2 separate regions of the Mus musculus genome follow, and region 2 is linked to region 1. Evidence: chromatin contacts called from public HiChIP or PLAC-seq data. All regions are on one chromosome and are shown on one strand. Each heading gives the region's core, a stretch centred on a gene start, on an enhancer-like site or on the middle of the called end of the contact. The rest is flanking DNA. Distances are from core to core; before and after follow the strand shown.

Evidence for each region. HiChIP or PLAC-seq counts read pairs in DNA pulled down with a chosen protein or histone mark.
Region 2: an H3K27ac HiChIP or PLAC-seq map of heart atrium shows a contact between it and region 1, with 6 read pairs. The contact joins two enhancer-like sites. A contact is called at or near these places in 1 of 39 promoter capture datasets (the 3T3-L1 cell line), 3 of 484 Hi-C or Micro-C datasets (the 3T3-L1 cell line, 3T3-L1-derived adipocytes and nephron progenitors) and 2 of 115 datasets of contacts at active chromatin or transcription factors (heart atrium and vascular smooth muscle cells).

What each region holds. Positions count from the first base shown.
Region 1 is chr2:135,708,932-135,715,518 of GRCm38.p6, forward strand. All of the region lies in intron 1 of Plcb4 (phospholipase C, beta 4), which reads left to right. Among named protein-coding and RNA genes, the nearest start is that of Plcb4, 53 kb to the left of the region's middle. Within about 2 kb of position 3,565, at least 150 of the 459 cell types and tissues checked have an H3K27ac peak or open chromatin away from gene starts, as enhancers often do. A contact at or near this core is called in heart atrium, where this site is marked.
Region 2 is chr2:135,859,728-135,866,857 of GRCm38.p6, forward strand. The region is part of intron 3 of Plcb4 (phospholipase C, beta 4); the gene reads left to right. Among named protein-coding and RNA genes, the nearest start is that of Gm14210, 50 kb to the left of the region's middle. Within about 2 kb of position 1,999, at least 24 of the 459 cell types and tissues checked have an H3K27ac peak or open chromatin away from gene starts, as enhancers often do. A contact at or near this core is called in heart atrium, where this site is marked.

The DNA.
Region 1 (6,587 bases), core at 2,315-4,814:
AATAAGGGAAGGACGCAGTGAAGATAGCGGTTTTTCGGCATCAGCATCATACAGAACACACAGGGAGAGATTTGTGTGCCAGGCACAGATGGATGGAGCTCACTCGTACATAAATATTATCTCCGTTCTTGCCAGGGAGTTTTCAATTATGGGTCCAAGATCTTAGTCTCCTGGTGATTGTTCTCTGACTTTGTGTTGTCCCCGAGGAGTTCTGCTAAGTGCTGAGCAGGTTAAACTCTTACAGTTGTTGAGGTCCTATGAATCGGGCATTGGGGGTTTTGGACAAGTGTCAGCAAAGAAGGATCCCAGCATCTCTGTGATCAGTAAGTGGGCGTTTTACTGATTAGTGCTATGCTTTTTACGGTATGTTAATTGGTGGAAAAAATTGAAACTCAGCATAGAAATAAAAGAGGCGTTTAAGGTTGACATACAATACAAGGCCATATATAGTGTTTGGAGTTTTATATATTTAAACGAGCTCATAGTAAAATGATAGTTGAATATATGTGAAACAACTTTCTGATTGAAACACTTCTGCTGTAATTAGTATTTATTGCCATGAAGCTTGAAAACCTAGGTTTTAAATCTTTCAAATTATTATTGCTGAGCTACATAGAAATGTCCTGGAAAATATGATTTATTCACTATACTATCTCTCATGGGACAATATAAAGAGATAAACAGAACCACCTCCTCACACCCACCCTCCTCAGACCTGCCTCCTCACACCCACCCTCCTCAGACCTGCCTCCTCACACCCACCCTCCTCAGACCTGCCTCCTCACACCCACCCTCCTCAGACCTGCCTCCTCACACCCACCCTCCTCAGACCTGCCTCCTCACACCCACCCTCCTCAGACCTGCCTCCTCACACCCACCCTCCTCAGACCTGCCTCCTCACACCCACCCTCCTCAGACCTGCCTCCTCACACCCACCCTCCTCAGACCTATCTCCTCAGACCCACCCTCCCCAGACCTACCTCCTCAGAACTAACTCCTTAGACCCACCCTTCTCAGACACACCCTCAGACTCAAAGCTACTCTCCTCAGAATGCTTGGGCTCTCCCACTTTTCAAAGGAGATACCAAACAGCTGTAGCCTAACTGGTTATTTCAGCCTTCTAGGGTCATCTTGAAAGTTCTGAGGGATAATATGTTTCTACTCAGTGTATTCTCTCTCTCTCTCTCTCTCTCTCTCTCTCTCTCTCTCTCTCTCTCGCTCGCGAACACACACACACACACACACACACACACACACACACACTCCTTTAGTTTAGACAACTGCTGTGTTAGCTTGTGGGGTTCAGTGCCCAAAGCTACTGCTAACTTGTTTGCATTGAAAATGTCTGACAAAAAAAGAAAAAAAAATTTTTTTGTAAACAGTTTTCCAGTCAGTAGCTCATTAAGAAAATTTTATTTCTTGTAGTTATAGGAATAGCCTGTTGGAGTGAACCAACTTTAGGATTCTTCCATGTGGGAATCACCTGTTGCTTTTGCAGTGTGTTCAATGTCAACTAGATAGAAATACTCAGTTAATGTCCTGAAATACTCAGTTAATGTCTGTAGTGTTCATCATTGCTGGGAAGTATTAGCATCACCCTTTTCTTAAAGTTGACTATCAAAAGAAAAAAAATCCAATCCAGTGTATTTGAAAGTACCTCCATTTTGTCTGGAGGTTGCAGGTCTCCGCCTTCAGCATTCTGAGAACTGGGGTTAGAGGCTATGCCATCACACCGGGGTCTTCAGATCTCAAATGGAAACACTATTTTTCTCAACAATGGGCTTGGACCCTACTTATCAGTTAACCATGGAGCTCAATTATCTGCTATTTAAGAGTGGTTTATTTAGGCAGGGCTGGAGAGATGGCTAATTGTTCATGGTCAGTACTGCTCTTACGGATGACTCAGTTTGACTCCAGTACCCACATTTGGTGACACACTACTGCTTGTGACTACATTTTCTGGGAAATCAAATATCTCTGCCCTCTGTGGGCACCTGAAGTCCAGTACACATACTCATACACAGATACAAACTCATCATTTAAAAAACAAAATAGATAAAAAATTATTTTGGGACAAGGTTTTGCCTCCCAATATAGTTCATGCAATATAGTTATAGACCTCTTAATCTGTGGTCCTCCTGCCTCAGCCTCCAGAGTGCATGAGAGACCATCACATTCCACTGCAAAGGTCCATTGCACTGTACTTAGACCAAATTAAAAATGGGTCTCACTTTGGATGTCCCTGCTACGTAGTCCTTAATGACGCTGTTATCACAGAGTTGTCCTTGAGTGTTTCCTCTTCCCAGAATTTGTGGCCAGTTCTTGTCTGATTGGCAGCGCTCAGCATTTGAGACTCATTTATAAAATGTATATACCCTTGACCAAGAGTGGTTTAGATAAACTGCTGTTGAAGCAAACATTTTACTGTATTGCTCATTCCTTAGGGATGACAGTGTACCTTTTGAGCATCACAAAACACTTCATAAAGGCCTTTCTTTCATAAGCAGCAGCTCTGGGCCAGGCCTAGAGCACATTCAGAGACTGCTTTCCTGTACGGTTTCTGGGCAAGAGCATCGCTTTAAAGATGAGGAAAAGCTTAATGTGTACTTTGGCTTGGGGATTCCTTATTAAGAACATGCAGATCTCCCCAAGGAAAACTACATTTGCATGTACAAGCTCTCCCTGTAATTAGAACAATTTCCTCCTCCTCCTCCCCCCCTTCCAGCCCCCTTTTAAATTCAGCTTTTCAGTGTGTTAAGTATAAGGTTTTTGTCTTTTCCACAAAGGCAGGCCTTTCTGAAGGGATTGAAGGCTGAAAAGTCTCAAGCCGCTGGGATCCCTGCACCAGCAAGGAGAACTGCATGGGGGAGGGGCTGAGGTCTTACACACACCAGTTTCGGGGGGCGGGGGGGGGGGAATGCCAACCCCAGTGCTCAGAAGGAAAATTAATAGGCTCATTTAAACAAAAGTAAAGTTCAGGAGGCAAGTTTTCTTCTATTCTGAGGTCCGTTTAAATTGTAATAAAAATTAAAATGCCTGAAATATTTTGGCATTGGAACTCGGCTGTGTTAGCTCGTGGGCACCTCCCAGCTTCCTCAGATAGCAACACAAAACTGGCAGCCCCCCAAGGGAACATTCTATCAGGACCTCCCTGGGAGGCAGGGGAGGGAACTTGGAGTTCTGATTGCGCAAGCGCGCCACTCTTGTGTCCTTGCATTCAAAGACTGCCTGCTAGCCTCTGCCCCTGTGCTTGCCAGCTGTGGTATAGGTCTGGATGTCTAAAGAAATGGCAGGAAATACCGCGCATTGTGGGGAAATCATATCTTGCTAGATACTTTAATTACCTTTGTAAGATTTTTTTGGGGGGTATCATAATCAAAATTGCTAAAATGCTTAATTTTATTTGTTTCTTAATAATCTAAATTGCTAAGTATTCTAATATTCCAAATTGCTAAAACAGTCTCAAACATAATTAAACCCTTGTTTGATTCTGGACAGTTTTCAGCGCCTCCAGGTTGTTACTTCTATTGCATCAATATGAGTTCTATTCATTGGTGTCCCTGTCAGGAGAATGCCAAGCACAGAGCCGGGCATGACTGGCTACCCCACCGAGCTTTGTGTTCAGCAAGAGTGAGAGGGAAGTGCGTTGAGATTTTTTTCCTCCTCTTCTTCCTCCACACAAGGGTTGCCCCGATTCACAGAGAACCCCTGCCTCTGCCTCCAGATCAGTGTGATTAAAGGTTGCTACTACCACACTATCCCCAGGAAGGACTTCTAATAAACCAGTCTGGGACTGACAGAGGACCCTTTGAAATACGCATTCTGTTCAGATGGGGGGTGAACAGATGTTAGGTTCTGTGGAGAGATAGGAAGATAGCGATGCTTAGAGCACGAATACGATACTGACCCCATTTGAAGAAGCTGAAAGTAAATGGCCTAAGTCGATGCTCGGAGGTGATACCGAGCGAGCATGTCGGAGGGTAGTGAGAGTCTGAGCTCACTGCTTTGGGAGGAAGGAGTGTTAAATACTACATGTGGGGTTACATCAGGACCTCCCCTTCTATTTAATATTCAGCCCGTGAATGAGTCATGACTGTAAGAAGAGTTAACCAGAGGAGTAACAAGACCCAGTTACCCAGGTTAGGGGTCCCTTGCCTCTCCCGCCGGGCAGCTGTCCAGAACCCTTGGTGGGACCTGGGGAGAGTTCACACAGCTTCCTAAGGCGTCCTGACATTTGCTCCTGTCCAGTCGAGGTGTACAATTGCAGAGGGGGCACTTCTTGCCTAACTAAGCTTGTGACAAGCCTGGGCAGGGTTCTACTGCCTGGAGAAGGTGAGCTGATGGTTAATGCTTTGCTGTGAAGCCGCCTGATGACAGTGAATTTCACAGGACATCTGGCCAGCTCCTTTCTCCCTGCCAGGCACCCATCACCAGAGGTAGCCTTTGAAGGTCTTTGTTTGCTTGAACAAAGGTGGTGGACTTTATTTTTTACACCTACCCTCATTTTGAGATGTGAACCTTGTTCTGAGGGTTGACTCCTTCACTGAGAACTATGAGTTTGTGGTCTATATGAAAACTTACAATTATATTAAAATTTCCTAAAATCTGACTATGTTCTTTTTTTGTAAACCTCTGAGTAATAAATCAAAACCTGAAGAGCCCCAAAAGTTCTCGTACAGCTGCAGTGTGAAGACAGTCTTGTTTCGTAAATGAGGTGTCGTGTTTTAGTCACCGCTGAAGGTGCTTCCATACTCTCATTCTCTGTTCATAGTAGACTTTAGAAAGCCGTGGACGGTATGATTAAAATGTAAATCTATTGTAATGAATAAGAGTTCTTTACATCCGATGGGGTTGCATCCTAGCACACGGTCGTGTGTGTGATCGGCTGCTGCTCAGCATTAATGAAGTTTATCCTAAATTACAATTTTAAAGTGTGATTTTTAGACTCTGCACCTGGTGTTTTTTCAGGCTTGTAGTATGCCTGCTTTAGTAGATTGTTAATGCTACTTTAAAAGCACTACAGGAGTTTGGAAAAGAAGAAAGCTCTTCATGGTCCTGGTGTCTGGCAAAGCCACCGACAGACTTCTGGGCATTTCTGGCCCTCCATAAGGACCTTACACATTTGTAGTTGAAAATGTGGTGGCTTAAGTACTTAAATACTCATCATTTACAACTCCATTTTTGATGTTATTATGCTCTAGGTGACATGAGAATGCTGTGTGCATGGCTTTAACTATTCTATGAACAAAAATGTAAATTACAAGCATGCTAGAAACGCGATTCAGTTTCTTTATACCTCTCCATTTTCTGTACCTCCAAAGGAGCTGCTCTCGAGGCTCCATTTTCATTTCTATTTTAATTTTTGTATTCTTGCCCCATGTATATGCCCGTAATTCTCCATCTTTTCCCGCAACCTGCTGAACTCTTCCGTTTGCTCCAGTAGGTTTCCTGTGGCTTCTTTTGGAGTTCTCACATGGAGAAATCTATTCTCTGCACCCACCAGGTTTATGTGCTTGCAGTTTAACGACTATGTAATATTTCAGCCTTCATTTTGGCTTCTTCTGTTAAAGTAGGTTTGCAGTCCATATGTTTATTTATTATTTACCCATTTCCACTTATTTGATCAGTGTATATATATATGTCAAAGGGCAGGAAATGCTTTTGTAGCTCAGGATATGTGAATTTGCACGTGGCATCGAAAACTTTCACAAAGCCGTTAGGCCAAAACGTCTCACGTCTCACTAGGAATTATGAATTCAGTCCCTGCTCCTCCTTCTGTTCCCTGTGCCTCAGCTACCCCCGCCTTCTTGCTCTTCTGCAGTCTTGTTTCATCTCATTCCTACCCCAGGGCTTTACCACCTGCACTTAGCATTCTGCTCCAGAGCCTTAGACTCCCTTATCATGTATGTTTTATGCTCTTTTTCCCTACCTAGAGCTGTCTGTAGCCGCCCTATCAAAAATGCCCGGGTTTTGTCATTCCCTTTCCACCCCGTTTTGTTTTAACTACTTAATTTTATGAATAATCTATGGCTTATTGTTGGTTTCGGTCTTAGGGTTTCCATTGCTGTGAAGAGACACCTTGAACAAGACAACTCTTATAAAGGACAAGATTTAATTGGGGCTGGCTTATAGGTTCAGAGGTTCAGTCTATAGCCATCAAGGCAGGAAGCAAGGCAGCATCAAGGCAGGAGGAGCCAAGAGTTCTACATCTTCCTCCCAAGTCAAACAGGAGAAGACAGGTTCCCACGTGTATAGGAGGAGGGTCTCAAAGTCCATCCCCACAGTGACTTGGAACACACTGACTAGCCTGTATGTAGATCAACAGACTGGAGAGTATCCTTTTTAGGTGGCTCAGTAGGTCTTAGCCTCTTCAGGCTTCTTGGATGGTCTTTGTTTCTTTTAGGCAATTTGACTAATCTCTGCTTCTTTTAGGATGTCGGACTTGTCTGAGAGTGTTCCTTGCGGCTTGTCTTGTCTGAGAGTGACTTTCAATAGTCTTTACTGGTCACTCTTCTAGAAGGAGGAGCCTAGTGAAGGGACTTTCTGAAACTGCTTTGAGTTGCTCACTTTCTGTTGCAGGAACTTTC
Region 2 (7,130 bases), core at 749-3,248, 150 kb after region 1:
GGTTTGATGCTGCTCTGCTTGGGAAAGAAGATGGAGAAGGCAGTGGTTGGGTTTTCAGTGCAGTAAAGCAACCTACCCTATCATTGCTTCCCTTTTACCAATCTATTTGCTTCTAAGAAAGCCATTGAGAAAAAGAAGCTTCCAGGGCAGGTGTGGTAGGAGTAACTTTGAAAAATATAAAAATATAACATATTGTGATAAATATATATGATTTAGAAAATTTCAGTGTCTGAAAAATATATAATTTTCATAATGCCATTACTCTAAAGAGCCAGTCAGACTTACCCTGAAGATATTTATTTCAAGATAATTTAGTTATTTCTGATGTGGGTATTTTTGTGAGTGTTGTTAGTCTCTGGTGTGTATTGTTGAATTGAAGACAAAACTAAATTATCAGGTTTTGGCTTTTTGTGGCTCTCAGGAAATACAGCTATATTCTTGCCTCTTTGGAATAATATCGTCTTCTTAGTGCTAGAATTCAGAAGCAATGTAGAGCACTGTTTAGAATCTAAACCTTAGAACCTTTAGTTTAATAAATTGCTTTATTTTGATATGTGCATATTGCGGCAATAGAGAAATGGCTTCTGGAGTTCCCAGTTTGTCTGCACATGTGGAGTAACAGAAGACAGCCGCTGCTCTGTGTGACCCACTAATGAGTTTTCCCTGGCCAACGCTTGAAAACAGCATAAACAACAAAGGGCTTTTACCTTTAGATTCCAGAAGAGCACTGGGAAATATTTCTCCTAATCCATTCCTCTTACTAGGGGCCCAAAGACTAGATCAAGTGTGGCTAGAGAATCGTATATCCTAGAATTATGAGGTTCCATGTATAACTCACTGCAGTGGCAGGCTTTTGAAATTATCCTGTAGTTTAAAGTAGATATTTCCCCTACTTACTTCAATTTCCCCTACTTATATTCAATAATGTATATTCCTACAATTAGGTAATCTGTCGATAATTTAAAAATGTTGAAAATAGTACATGCCTCTAATCTCAGCACTATGGAGGCAGAGGCATACAGATTTCCATCAGCTGGAGGCCAGCCTGGTCTACAAAGTGAGTTCCAGGACAACCAGGACAACCAGGGCTGTTAAACAAACAAACAAACAAACAAACAAACAAATACATCTCAGAAAAACAAAACAAAAAACAAAACAATCTACAAAACAAAACAAAAAAATTTGCTAGAAATACATATATTGTAGAATGTTTCTATTTACAAACCTTCACACCTATTGTGAAAATTTCTTCCCTGGGGAGATGTAAACAATATCTATCTTCTGTCTAACCCCTTCTTTATGATATTCCCCAAACAATCCAAAGTATGATTGGTTAGTGTTAACTCTGGGGAACTGACAAGTTTATCAGGCATACTCACAGAGTATGAATAAAGGATTGCTCATAGGAACATGGGTGACTGGCCTTAAAGGTGCTACACCAGAAACGCATGACTCTCACTGGGTGATGGCATAGAAGGTGTTCCTTAAGTTAATTATGCCCATTTGTGTGTCTTAGCCCATAGTAAGGCTTCCACAGCTTCCAGAGCCCATGTGAAATTAGTCAAAATTGCATTCAGGTTTGGGAAGTACGGGAGAGTGTAGCCAAAATCTCAGGTGAGGGTCCAATCACCTTCCTGATTCTCTCCTTCTCTGAGGGAAGATTAGTAAAAACAAATAAACAAACAAAAAAAACAAACAAATCAAAAGCAGGTCAACCCAAGATGATGTCTTGTGGGTTGGCCCAGGCAAACAGTTGAGAATGTCAGCCATGTTGCTCAGAAGACAGGAATCTACAACAATGCTTTGTAAAACTTGTGCTGAAGAGTCAGGTCATTGTTCATCACTTTGTTTCTGTGGCATATGGGGAAGGCAGTTTTAAGTGTGGAAGGTAGCCATTAGGAAAAGCTTGTTGGCTTCTGGAGTTGCATCTGATCATCCCTATTTTTAGGCTGGAGGCATCTGCAAATTTTGTCTAAGCATAATTTAGGACTTGCCTCTTGTACCAAGAAGTGCCAGTTCTGTGGGCAGCCATGTAAGCCTTGAGATGTCTACAACACATGTCTTCATAATAGGCTGAGAATGTGTCTGGAGTTATTACATCTGCTTTAAAACATAAACCCACAAAATGCAATGGGAGTAAGAGAGCTGAAAACCTTACCAGCAAGGTTATATTTAGTCATGATTTCAAGGACAAAACATTCTAGAGCACTGTCAAGATGCTGCAGAGAATAATCAGAGGTAGAGGGCCTGAAGTGTGGCATGAGTCAACTTCTGAGTGGATCTGTTTATTAACAGAACATCTCCTGAGACCTTTTGGCACCTAACCAAAAAGACTTCTGTGTTGTTCTTTCTGGATATCTGGCTGTAAGCTAAGCCTCTGCATATCTGGCTGTAAAGTAAGCTTTAAGAAAGCTCTTACCAGGTCTCCTTTTTGTAAGTTAAAGAATGGTGTCGTTATTGGTGATGTTTGGATTACGAGTTCTCCGTGAACTTGAGGCAGTTCCTTTCTATAATCAAGGATCATAATATTCCAACGCATGCATATCAATGGCGATTTCCTAGCTGTAGAGACGGCTCAGTAGTTAAGAGCACATGTAGCTCTTACAGAGGACCCAGGTTCAGTTCCCAGAACCCACGATATTCACAACCATCCATAACTCCAGTTCCAGGGGACACGGTGAACATACATATAAAAGCAACACACACACAACACAAAAAAATTAAATGAACTTAAGATGTTTTTATATAGGGAGAAGAAAACCAACAAAGAAAAACACATGACAATACTTTCACACACTGCCAGACAACAGGCTTCAATCCCCCAGTCATATTGGACATACTCTACATTTATCCTAGAATTCATGACTTACAAAACTTAAGTTGGCAAACCCAGGCTCATGGGCTCACATACAACACACAGCTGTGCCCAAGTCATCATTCAGCTGGCCCACGAGGGTCGCAGGAAACAGGAAGGGTTATGAAGAAAAGCAAAGGTATTTTTGGCACTTGTGCAAGACTTTATCTCAAGAACACGAGCTCATTGTGCTATCTACTAAAACCTTAAGCTATGTTTGATCTCATTCCTTTGTGAAGGGAATGGACTGTTTTGATAAGCTCCTCACAGTTGTAGGGTATTTTTTTAAGTTATTCTTTTAGAACTAATAGGCAGTGAAGCTGTTTTCCTGACTTGACTTTTATGAGCCCCAGTTTTATCTCTCATCGCTTATCTGATGTGAAATGGTTGCAATATCTGAAGAAAACTTAGTTGAGTCATACAGAAATCTTAATAACTTCAGGCTCTTGGGGTATCTCTGTATGCTAACTTAGATTTTAATATTATAGAAATGCAACAGTGACCTTTACATAAAGCCTTCACAAAATTACTTTGTGATATAAGCTACCAGAGACATGGGGACTTTCTTGAGGTGACAGTACACAGTATTGATCTGCATTTTGTGGTTTATGTTATACCTATCTTTCCTTTATGCTAAACAGCACTAATTTTCATATTTTTGAGCTGGGGGAAAGGCAAGTGTTTTTTTTTTTTTTTTTTAAGTTGTATTTTCCTTGTGGGCCAGCTCATTTGACTGTGGTTAAAGAGACTATTGTCTTGGTTCTGACAGGCTTCACGCTTTAGAAATGAGTTGACAAGATAGGAAACTCCATTAGTTTGTTTTAGCTTTTTAATTTTAAGACATTTTGGGCACAGGGGCCTGAAGCAGCTGCATGTGAAGGTTTGTGACAAGTATTAATTCAGGATATTGTATTCAGTTTAGAAAACAAAATGATTACTATTTGGCACACAAGCTGTGACTTCCCAAAATTGATGTTGGCTAGAATCCTGAAATCAAGAGTTCCTTTGTCTTCCAGATATTGGCACAGAGATGGCTAAAAATGTCCAAAGCCTGCAGCTAGTAGCTTTAACTTCTCACTATATTTCCCATCATTTCTAGTTTAGGGTAGAACAAGGCTTAGGAGGTATAGTCATAGTTTGTCAAGTGTCTTCTGTGCTCTTCCTCATGGCTTGAATGTTTCAGGTCCCTTTCAATCCAAAATGATTTAACCCCAAAAGATACGTCAAGACTATCTACAGATGGAAAAACGGGGCAGCATTCCGTAACAGCCAGCCATTCTGCAGCTAACTACTCACCCTGAGCTCTCACCAAAACTCTTTCCAGAATAAACATCAGGACATGGTTCACTGCATATCTGTGGTGAAGGAATGGTTAGACTTTGATTCACAGGAATTTGTAAAGAGCCTGGAGTGTCATAGTGGCTTGTACCAACCCAGTGTTATTTTCTGAAGGACAACAGAGGAACAGATAAATCATGTCACTCGTCCAGCAGAGAAGCCTTTGGTCACCTGTAAGAAGGAAAGTGACCTTCTGCGTCCTTAAGTGGATTGTAGTATCTACTCTATGAAACTGCTCACTTCATTGTGAAATAATTCTTAGTTTCCTGATAATTTATAGTCTGTATTCCTGGCTAGGCATATAACCTATATGATAGAGTACTTACCATATGCAAGACAATAGGTTTCAGCCCTGGCACTGAAAAGTAAAAATAAACAAAATAATAGATGAATAAATGCAATTAATTATGTGCTCCTGAGATCATTGGTTTTTATCTGTGATTCTTACTCTTGACTGAAAACAAAATGACCATATTGTTCCCTCCTCGAAGTTCTTAAAGAAGTCCCCTGACTGGGCCTGAGAAGTCAGGCTAGTGGTGTGATAAGCTTCTCCTTTCTTCCATTGCCTCGGGTTTTCAGCTTCAGATCTTGCTCCATTACTGGGAGAGCTCATTTGGACTCTGCTGTCATATAGTCTTACCTTGTGTGACATAAATGGTCCATTGTCATCAGACCACTCTTCTGTTGACAGGCTTCTGAAGATTGTAGCACACACGGTCACAGAATATTTAAATGATGGCATCTGGTGGTTGGCTGAGATTGTCATACCCTTTGATCAAGCACTTCTGAAAACTGATTAAGATTTAAGCAACCACCTCTTCACCATTAGCTCATTAAAGTTGAAGTTCACCCACAGCTTACCTGTTTATCATAGGAAAAGGCCAAGTTCCTTTGCTTTTTGTTATTTTAACAAGCACCTGAAATAATTAGGTAATAAAAAGAAAAGGTTTGGGCTCATAATTTTTTGTAGGCTGTTTCCTGACCAGTCAGCTATGTCACCTTGAGATTTTGTTAGTATATAATTAGATGACAGGAGAGAACCACTCAACTATTGACTTGGAATGAAAGAGGGAAAGAAGAAGAGGTTGGGTACCAGTGGCCTCTTCAAGAGAATGCCCCCAATAACTTGAAGACCTCACACCAGGGTATGCCTCTTGAAGACCATACCACTAGCCGGAAGTTGATGGGTCAAGGACCAAGCCTTTAGCCCATGTCCTTAGGAACAACACATTAATCTAAAACAGAGCAGCATCCATGAGGATCTTGGCATTGCTTGCTGTTAGTAGATGTTAACAATTGTAAGTACTCTTTCAAGATGTTAGCAGTTGTATATATTCTTCCAAAAAGCCTTTTCTTAGTAGTGAGCTCAGCTCCGGCATGTTTGGATACTTGACCTCCCAGAAGAAGGCTGGTGAAGATGGCTCAAGAAGCAGCTGAATAGAAGGGGTTGAAGTTCTAAAAGGGGGTCAAGAATGGTGATGGCACTTGATCTCCACGGAAGGAAGAAAAGATGAAGGGCAGGACCTGGGGCAGCACTTCCTGCAGAACTAGGATCTGTGGGATAGAATGGAAGGTGAGAGTTAGATTCTGGAAGCTTAAGGAAAATTATAGCCAAGATAATTATAGAGTTTGAAGGCTCAAGGCTGAGATGCCTTCTGAACAGAATATTTGAGGTAGGTCCCGTGTTTTAAGACAGTTAGGAAATGACAGTCTCAAATGCAACCCTTGAAACAAATTTGGCTATAAGGAGATGCAGCATTCCTGGTCAAAAATATATATTAATTACAAGCCTTCTTTTGAAAACTTTAGTATCACAAACATTAAATGGCAGTTGATATATTACCCACAAGACCTGATTTATTCATGTATGGTCGAATTGGATGTCATTCCTTTAGTCTTGGAAAGAGAACAATTGAAATTAAAACACGTGTAATGCCTGAATCCTGTTGTGCTTCTCCAGCATTAAGTGTAGACAACTATATTAATTTTATTACAACAGAATTCCACTACAGATAGTCCCCAGTAAATGTTTCTTTATAATATTTAGAAAATTCTAAAAGGAAGGCATTAAAAATGAGTCTCACAAATGAACAGTTATTTTATAAGTACATTTAAAATAAAAGAAACTGCCTTTTCCCATGGATCATGTAAAATATTTTCTGTTGTCTGTTTTTGATTTGGAAGTTGAAAGAATCTATCCTCAGGTAGGAAACCAGCGGGTATGGTCATCCAGACTTACCCTTCAGTGACAGTCTTTAGTTGAGCTACATGTTATTAAACAGCTTAAAAATGACCGCAGGGATCAGTCACCTTTGCTCGTGCCTTTCGAAGGCCATTCCTTCCCAGTGCTTTATTATATTTAGGAAGATTGCTATTGAGAATGGAGGCTGCAGTTAAAGAAGCCACCCCAGGTTTGAATTCCAGTTCTAAGGGACATGGAATTTTCTGAGGTTTATTTTCCACCGTTTGTGACTGGAATGGAGCTGGTGAGAAATCTTAGTAAGATAAAGCTTTCTGTCTGCATTCAGTGTGCGCATTAGGGAGAGCTTCAAGCGTAGTGGACAGGGTGAGCGGTGGTTACAGTCTCAGCACTCAGGAGGAGCCCAGTGCTGTTTGAGCCCCTCCTCTCTTTGGACCTGCAGGAAGCGAGCTTGTCTTGCACACTGCATCTCCATCCTCCTTGCCTGCAGCCGAGTGGCATTTTAACATCTGTTGGTTTAGACTCTTCCCCCCGACCCCCGAAGAAACAAAGTAATTGATCACAGATGACACAAAGACCAAAGCGGTTTCCAGGAACATTGCTTATTAGTACAGACACTTGAGGAAACCAGGCCCATGTCTTACAGGGGGCAGCGAACTTAGTTAAAGAAACCCCTATTTCTGCTCTCTTTTCCCAGGCTGGCTTGAATTAAATGTCAGAGACATTTACTAAAATAGT